2 separate regions of the Mus musculus genome follow, and region 2 is linked to region 1. A link is a contact called in public targeted proximity ligation data. All regions are on one chromosome and are shown on one strand. The core of a region is the stretch at or near the end of the contact, and the rest is flanking DNA. Distances in the headings are between cores, read along the strand shown. Region 1 holds the start of Gcnt1 (glucosaminyl (N-acetyl) transferase 1, core 2). Region 2 overlaps Prune2 (prune homolog 2).

Region 1 (4,120 bases), core at 1,149-3,648:
TCCTTCTAATACACGATGACATGGGAAAAAAAAAGGCAAACACGTCTGTGTCTCTGACATAGCTCACTGACGAGTGTATTATATATACTACAGTTCTCTGATGATATTTATAAAAGGTTTTACGGGGGGCCAGGAAATGGTTCATCGGTTAAGAGCACTGACCCACTGCTCACCAAGGTGTTGTGCAATAGTTACTTTCCTCTGAGATTGAAGCATTCCATCCTGCAGGGAAGCTCCTTAAACTGGAAAGTAAACAACTCAAAATTTCTGCAGGAAGTCCCTCAGACTGAGCAAATTCACTAGGTGTCTCTCCTTGCCATACTCAGCAATAGAAGCTGAATGCTCTTCTCAAAGGAAGCCGAGCTGCCAAGACCCTTGAGTCTCGGACCAGCTGCCTGGAGGAGGTTTAAACCAACCTAGGTACATAGAAGGACACTCTCCATCCTGTTGAGCTGCCTACAGGCTGTGCCGTGTGCTCCAGGGTCCCAGCTTCTGTGAGCTGTATGCACTGTGTGTGTCTGGTATACGTGGAAGCTAGAAGAGGGTACTAGATCCTCTGAAACTGGAGTTTCAGGTGATTATGAGCTGCCATGTGGGTGCTAGAAACCAACCCCAAATCCTCTGCAAGAGGAACAAGTACTCTCCAGCCTTAGACTTATTCTAAAAGCTGACAATGCACATTAAAGTTAGAAGGTCAGAGGCTGACTCAGTGGTGTAGCTCAAATAATCAAAGCATTTGCTTAACATGCCTAAGTCCCTGGTTTCCATTACAGTACCCAACTGAAACCAAACAAACAGAAAACAACACAACGGAAAAGGAAGAGGTGTGTGTGTGTGTGTGTGTGTGTGTGTGTGTGATTCTTATAGATATTGACAGCTCAAAACACACTTAAACTACATAGGATAAACCTCTGCAGGGCAGATTAGTCCAGAAAGGATGGGGGAGACAGCTCTTTCTCATGAAAACAAATGACAGGCTGACGTTCAGATGTCACATCCTGACATTCCGTGTGCATGACAAAATAAATCATAAACCTCATGTGGGAAAGGGCTCATGTCCTTTCTCTGTTCTAGACCTAACACATAATCCACTATAAAAGGAGCTGGAAGTGTGGCTGGTCTTCTAGATGATCCCAGTTCAATTTCTACCACCCGCAGGGAGACTCACAGCCATCTGTAACTCCAGTTTGAGAGGACCAATGGCCTCAGAGGGCACTGTATGCATGTGATGAACATACAGACACACAACACATCCATGCACATAAAATAATAATGGAATTAAACTTAGAATGCATTATAACATTACTTTTCTGCATAAAATTAGAGCAAGAGAGCGAAAACTGTCACTGGAGGGGAAATCTCTTAAGGAAAGGGTCGAGGTTGAAGGAAGGAATCATTAACTCCCAGTTCATTGTTTCTGCAGGTGGCCAGAGCTGATGTTGCTTTCCCCTGGAAGACTCCAGGGAAAGGGGGAGGGGCAGGGAACAGGGACAAGGCAAACAAAGCAATCTTCCAAGAGTCAACCCCTAGAATAGAAGAGAGGAAGGGGCCAAGCTTAGCAGAAAGGACACATGGGGCTGGAGTTGGCATGAACTGGGGTGTTATTGTTCCACTCAGTAGACACCACTATCTCCTGTTCTGTTCTGTTGCGGGCAGTCCTTGGGGCAACCTCTTCAGATCTACAGCCCAAGAGGGTGAATTTCACAGATTGGTGCTTCCAAGACAGCTCAGCCTTGCTTTCTACACTCCCACGGATAATGTCTTCTATCCTTGAGGGGCACTAAGCATGCTCACCTGAGACCCACATGCTTGCAAACTTGTAGTTTCTCTAATCTGTATATTTGTGTATTGTTTACTATGTAAAGCATAACGTGTAAAGTGAGTTAGTACTACGAATTAAAGTGCGAAAGAGGAACCAGCTTTCAAGTAAAATCAGGATTACTTGGCAAGCTGCAACCAAAAAACTGACATTGCTTGTGAATATATTGGTTATTCAATAAATTCTGACATTCTGGTAACACAAAATGAGATACAAGGTTTATCTAGAAAATGATAAGGCATGGGCGACTCTAAAGTTGATGCAGTATAAACACGTTGGGCATTTTAACTTTTTACTTATTTTTAAGATCAGACAGGACAACAGTTGGCACATTTCCTGCTTCAGAGGAAGAAGACATAAAAGTTCTTAAAAGATCCCATCCAGGTAGCTTGTCCTTGGCCCAGAGAACCAAGAATTCTTAGGAAGCAAGAGGAAGTTTGGATTCTAGTTTTCTTCCCGGACAACTGCAACTCCCAGAGGGCGCCCTCACCTCGAGCGGTGGCCGCAGGTGGGCGAAGTGGAACCGGGGGCGTGGTCTTAAGGGTGGGCCTGGGGGCGTGGTCTCGAGGGTGGGTCCTAGGGCGTGGCGCTGGCTCGGAGGTCTGGAGCGCAGAAGGCTGAGCGCGCCAGTATCCGCTTGGCGAGCCGATCCAGCACTGTTTCGTGCGCCCTGCAGGCACAGGCTCCAGGTAACCTAGGCTGGGCCAGCGGTGGGGTTGCCCGGCAGAGTTGGACAGCACCGAACCGGATCTAACGGGCGGGACGGGCTGCACCAAGGAGGCAGTGGTGCTGGAGCAGGGAGAGGGCGCTTGGTTCGGGAACCCGGCTAGGATGGAGCAGGAGTCCTCTTAGCACTCTCCTTCCGGTCCTTCGGTGGGACGCGGATACACACGTGGCATCTAGAAGTCACTTTCTGACCACTCTTTCCCGGACTGGTGCAATGAGTGAGGGCTTAGAAATCAGGGTTGGTTGCAGGCATGAAAAGTAGAGACGAACGGTGTCTTGGGCGCCAAAGACTTAAACTTCGTAAGGCCACAGGCCAGTGTAGAGACGTTTGTGACTCCCTGTTAGAGCGCCGACCGAGAAGCCGACGCTGGGGCAGAGAATGACTACTTTAGGGTGATTGCAAACAGACTGGCCAGTTTGGGGTCCAAGCAGTCGCCGCTCTTCCTCTTGCCTTGGGCTGCAGGTCTGTTACAAAAACGGGTAATTCTTCTTAGACATGTTAGTTCTTTAGTTTTTGCTTTTTCTTGGGTTATTACTTTTTCTTTTCTTTTTTTTTTCTGCCTTCCTCCCTCCCTCCTTCATTCCTTCTCTCTTTCATGTGGCTTCGAACTCAAAGAGATCTTCCTGCTTCTGTCTACCAAGGTTAAAGATGAGCGCCATCACACCTCAAGAGTGAGAAGAAGTCCATCTCATGCGCATAGCTGCTCCCAGTCTTAGTTCTTTCAGTGCAGAATAAAAAAATGCAACCCCTTTCCCCGTGCAACTGTGGAGGATCCTCCAGTGGAGGATCCGAGCTTGGCTCTGCAAAAAAAAACAAGTGTCAGCTTGGTGTGTACTCTTTATCTTTCCTTTTCGCTGCAGAAGAGAACTGCTTTGTTACAAATAATGGAGCTAGAGGCAAACTGGTAGGTAGGAGGTAGTGTTCAGAGAGAGCACTGGTGCGTTGACTTGAGAAGGAGGGTGGGTGGGGCTGTGACCTGAATTTGGTGAGTGGTGGTGGGGGAGCAATATGATTTCTTCCTCTGGCCTGCTGCCCCTATTTAGAGCTGTTCTGAAAGGCGGGTTTGTCTTCTGGAAAGGAAGAGGAGGGGTAGACAGTTTTGTTTTGTTTTGTTTTGTTTTAAAGATCAGAGTAAATTATCTGTTAGTAGACAGGGACCCCTCTGCAGAGGATTGGAAGAAGGTTTCAGTTCTGGAAAGATGGAAAGCTACAGGTATCTCTGCTTTCCTTTTTCCTTCCTTCTTCCTTCTTTCCTTCCTTCCATCTTCCTTTCTTTTTCAGGTTTTAAAGGGAGGAAATCTAGCTTTCTTAGCAATGGCTAATTAGGAAATTAGGTGGTAGGAAAAAAAGTTAGTACTGTTGGAAAGTCTTTCCTGAATGTCAGAGGCAGTTTTCTGTTAGTTGGTTGGAGACAGGTTCTCACTGTGCAGCTCAGGCTGTCATCAGAGTCTGGATCGGCTTCCTGAGTGCTGGAATTTCAGGCATATGTAGCACACCTGCTGTTTGCTACGGACTGTGTAGTATTTCAGCTGCACTGAGTAATGCAGCCTTGTGTATGGACAGATAAGGATCCC
Region 2 (4,120 bases), core at 584-3,083, 310 kb after region 1:
ATCATCCTCTTTAGTTATAAGATTATGGATGTGAGTCACCACCGTTGGCTAAAAACTGTTTGTGTTTGTATTGGTTTTGCTTGCTATCTTTTTATGTGGATGGGTATTTTGCATGCAAGTATGTCTGCGTACCACGCATTCACAGTGCTTGTAGAGGCCAGAAGAGGGTATATTGGAGTTGCAGATAGTTGTGAGTTGCCACACGGATGGTGGGAATCAAACCCAGGTCTTCCGGAAGAGTAACCAGTGCACTTAACTGCTGAGCCATTGCTCCAGTCCCCCTTCTGTTTTTTACATGCTGGGAAGTGAATCACCAGCTACGGATGTGCTAGACAAGCCCCTTACCACTGAGCTATATCCTCAGCCCAAGATAAAGTTCAAAGCAATGTGTCCAGAATACACTCAGTATCTATATGAGTTAACCACTATTAATATTGTTTCTCAAATGCTCAGTCTTGTGATTTATACCTGTTAGAAGAAGACAACACCTGCCAGTGCTCTCTACCTACCATGAAGACGGTGGGAGAAGGTTCTGGTGTCCTGGTGCTTCAACGTAAGTTCAGAGTGGAAAGGATACTCTTTGACATAAGTATGAGTCAGGGCTTAACTGCACTGCAGTAAACTGTGTGTCCACACACTCAGAAGAGCATTGGTTAACCTCCAGAATGAATCTGCATAGTTACTCTGCCTAGAGTCACACATCAGCACACACATGTCTGAAGAGTGTGCCTGTTATTTTCTGAATAAAGCCATACCAATGACAGTCTGCCAAAAACATTGTGAAGCTCCTAAATCCCAGGAAAACATTCAGAGGGATCAGGCAGCCATGTACCACTGCCTTGAAGGGGGTTCTGCCTTCCTTCTGCTTCTTCAAGGATCATTCTATCAATGACACCATGGCAGACACTAGGACTCTGGAGAGAGCCAAAAGAAAAGCTGCAGCCCACAGTAAGGTCAGACCCAGCATGTCTTAATGTGTGCTTCAACCTAATTTTGAATTGCCCAGACAATCTGTGAGAAGGTTCTGGAAGTCATGTGATTGCATTTTCTTGGCCTCCTAGTTTCTTCTAAAATGTTTGAGGAAGTGGGAAGAAAAAGAGAGGCAGAAAAGACAAATGAAGGGCAGACACACATACACAGGTATATATGTATGTACATATTCACTGTAAAAATATTGATTTTTATTAATAGACTCTAAATGTGCTACTCATAGTGAATCATATATTTAATTTCTTATATGTAATAGTTAGTATATGACTTCAATTTAAGGCCTTGGTAGCCATAAAAGAAACTACTTCATGTTGTATTATTTGCATTGGCTTTCTAGTTTTCAGAACATTTCAGGGATAAAACTGAAGCCGACAGATATTGAGACTCAGAGGTAAGACCTTACAAGTGGATGGGAGCTATGTAGCCATCAACAAAGTTCTAAACAAATTAAAAATGCATACTAGCTTTCCAGTAGCCATCTAAGCTGCAACTCCTAACAACTCTAAAGGAAGATCCGAATAACAAAAGATAGACAGCAGCCCAGCACGAGGAGTGTCTGGCTAGCAAATGCATAACAACAAAATCTCCGTGACAAACCACTTATACCCCCTGCCCCTCCCTGCCCTGCCCTGCCCTGTACAGGAGAAGCAAGAAACCAGAAGCATAATTGATAAGAGGGAAGAAAAAGACAAAGCTGGGGAAATCTGAAAATAATCAGGAGATACAGAGAATGTAATCCCAGCACTTGGGAAGTAAAGACAGAAGGAACAGTCTCAGTATACAATCTCCGGTACAGTCACAGTACACAGTCTCAGTACAGTCTCAGTGTACAGTCTCAGTACACAGTCTCAGTGTACAGTCTCAGTACAGTCTCAGTACACAGTCTCAGTGTACAGTCTCGGTGTACAGCCTCAGTACACAGTCTCAGTGTACAGCCTCAGTGCACAGTCTCAGTACACAGTCTCAGTACACAGTCTCAGTGTACAGTCTCAGTGTACAGTCTCAGTGTACAGTCTCAGTACAGTCTCAGTGTACAGTCTCAGTACAGTCTCAATACAGTCTCAGTACAGTCTCAGTGTACAGTCTCAGTGTATAGCCTCAGTACACAGTCTCAGTGTACAGTCTCAGTGCACAGTCTCAGTGTACAGTCTCAGTACACAGTCTCAGTACACAGTCTCAGTGTACAGTCTCAGTGTACAGTCTCAGTGCACAGTCTCAGTGCACAGTCTCAGTACACAGTCTCAGTACACAGTCTCAGTACACAGTCTCAGTGTACAGTCTCAGTGCACAGTCTCAGTGTACAGTCTCAGTGTACAGTCTCAGTACAGTCTCGATGTACAGTCTCGGTGTACAGTCTCGGTGTACAGTCTTGGTGTACAGTCTCGGTGTACAGTCTCAGTACACAGTCTCAGTACACAGTCACAGTACACAGTCTCAGTACAGTCTCAGTACACAGTCTCAGTGTACAGTCTCAGTACAGTCTCAGTGCACAGACTCAGTGTACAGTCTCGGTGTACAGCCTCAGTACACAGTCTCAGTGTACAGCCTCAGTGCACAGTCTCAGTACACAGTCTCAGTACACAGTCTCAGTGTACAGTCTCAGTGTACAGTCTCAGTACAGTCTCAGTGTACAGTCTCAGTACAGTCTCAATACAGTCTCAGTACAGTCTCAGTACAGTCTCAGTGTACAGTCTCAGTGTACAGTCTCAGTGTATAGCCTCAGTACACAGTCTCAGTGTACAGTCTCAGTGCACAGTCTCAGTACACAGTCTCAGTACACAGTCTCAGTGTACAGTCTCAGTGTACAGTCTCAGTACAGTCTCAGTGCACAGTCTCAGTACACAGTCTCAGTACACAGTCTCAGTGTACAGTCTCAGTGCACAGTCTCAGTATACAGTCTCAGTGTACAGTCTCAGTACAGTCTCGATGTACAGTCTCGGTGTACAGTCTCGGTGTACAGTCTCGGTGTACAGTCTCAGTGTACAGTCTCAGTGTACAGTCTCAGTGTACAGTCTCAGTACACAGTCTCAGTGTACAGTCTCAGTACACAGTCTCAGTACAGTCTCAGTGCACAGACTCAGTGCACAGTCTCAGTGCACAGTCTCAGTACACAGTCTCAGTGTACAGTCTCAGTGCACAGTCTCAGTGCACAGTCTCAGTGCACAGTCTCAGTGTACAGTCTCAGTGTACAGTCTCAGTACAGTCTCAGTGTACAGTCTCGGTGTACAGTCTCAGTGTACAGTCTCAGTACACAGTCTCAGTACACAGTCTCAGTACACAGTCTCAGTGTACAGTCTCAGTACACAGTCTGGTGTACAGTCTCAGTGCACAGTCTCAGTACAGTCTCAGTACACAGTCTCAGTGCACAGTCTCAGTGCACAGTCTCAGTACAGTCTCAGTACACAGTCTCAGTACACAGTCTCAGTGTACAGTCTCAGTGTACAGTCTCAGTACACAGTCTCAGTACACAGTCTCAGTGTACAGTCTCAGTGTACAGTCTCAGTGTACAGTCTCAGTACAGTCTCAGTACATAGTCTCAGTGCACAGTCTCAGTACACAGTCTCAGTACACAGTCTCAGTAGTGTCTCAGTACAGTCTCAGTGTACAGTCTCAGTACAGCCTCAGTACGCAGTCTCAGTACAGCCTCAATCTCAGTACACAGTCTCAGTACAGACTCAGTACACACTCAGTATAGTCTCAGTGTACAGTCTCAGTGTACAGTCTCAGTATACAGTCTCAGTACACAGTCCTCAGTCCACAGTCTCAGTACATAGTACACCTTCTTACTCTACATAGTAAGAATGAGACTAAGAGTTTTCTGAGACCCCGTCTCAAAAAAATCCCAAAGTGGAGGAAAGACACATGCAGGAAATTGGAACCTGCACAGATGGTAAGATGGACTCAGCCTGGTCCTTCACTCAGCCACCATTCACAGGAAGCATACTGTGTCCCAGTCATTATTCAAGGACTGGGAATTCAGTTAGAAAAGGTAAGCTGACAATGTGCCTGTATTCCTTACTTCTTAGGGAAGAATGTGGTGAAGCCACACTAGCAAGATTTCGCTGAAAGGACCCAGATATAGCTGTCTCTCCTGAGGCTATGCCGGAGCCTAGCAAACACAGAAGTGGAT

Evidence for each region.
Region 2: a targeted proximity ligation map of embryonic stem cells shows a contact between it and region 1, with 3 times the contacts expected there. A contact is called at or near these places in 9 of 484 Hi-C or Micro-C datasets (the Ba/F3 cell line, the HPC-7 cell line, the N1E-115 cell line and 4 more), 3 of 130 datasets of targeted methods (bone marrow-derived macrophages and embryonic stem cells) and 1 of 9 other capture datasets (embryonic stem cells).

The regions. Positions count from the first base shown.
Region 1 is chr19:17,354,945-17,359,064 of GRCm38.p6, reverse strand. It overlaps Gcnt1 (glucosaminyl (N-acetyl) transferase 1, core 2), which reads left to right and starts at 2,398. Exons shown (of 3, transcript NM_173442.5): 1 at 2,398-2,508.
Region 2 is chr19:17,044,569-17,048,688 of GRCm38.p6, reverse strand. All of the region lies in intron 6 of Prune2 (prune homolog 2), which reads right to left. Among named protein-coding and RNA genes, the nearest start is that of Prune2, 91 kb to the right of the region's middle.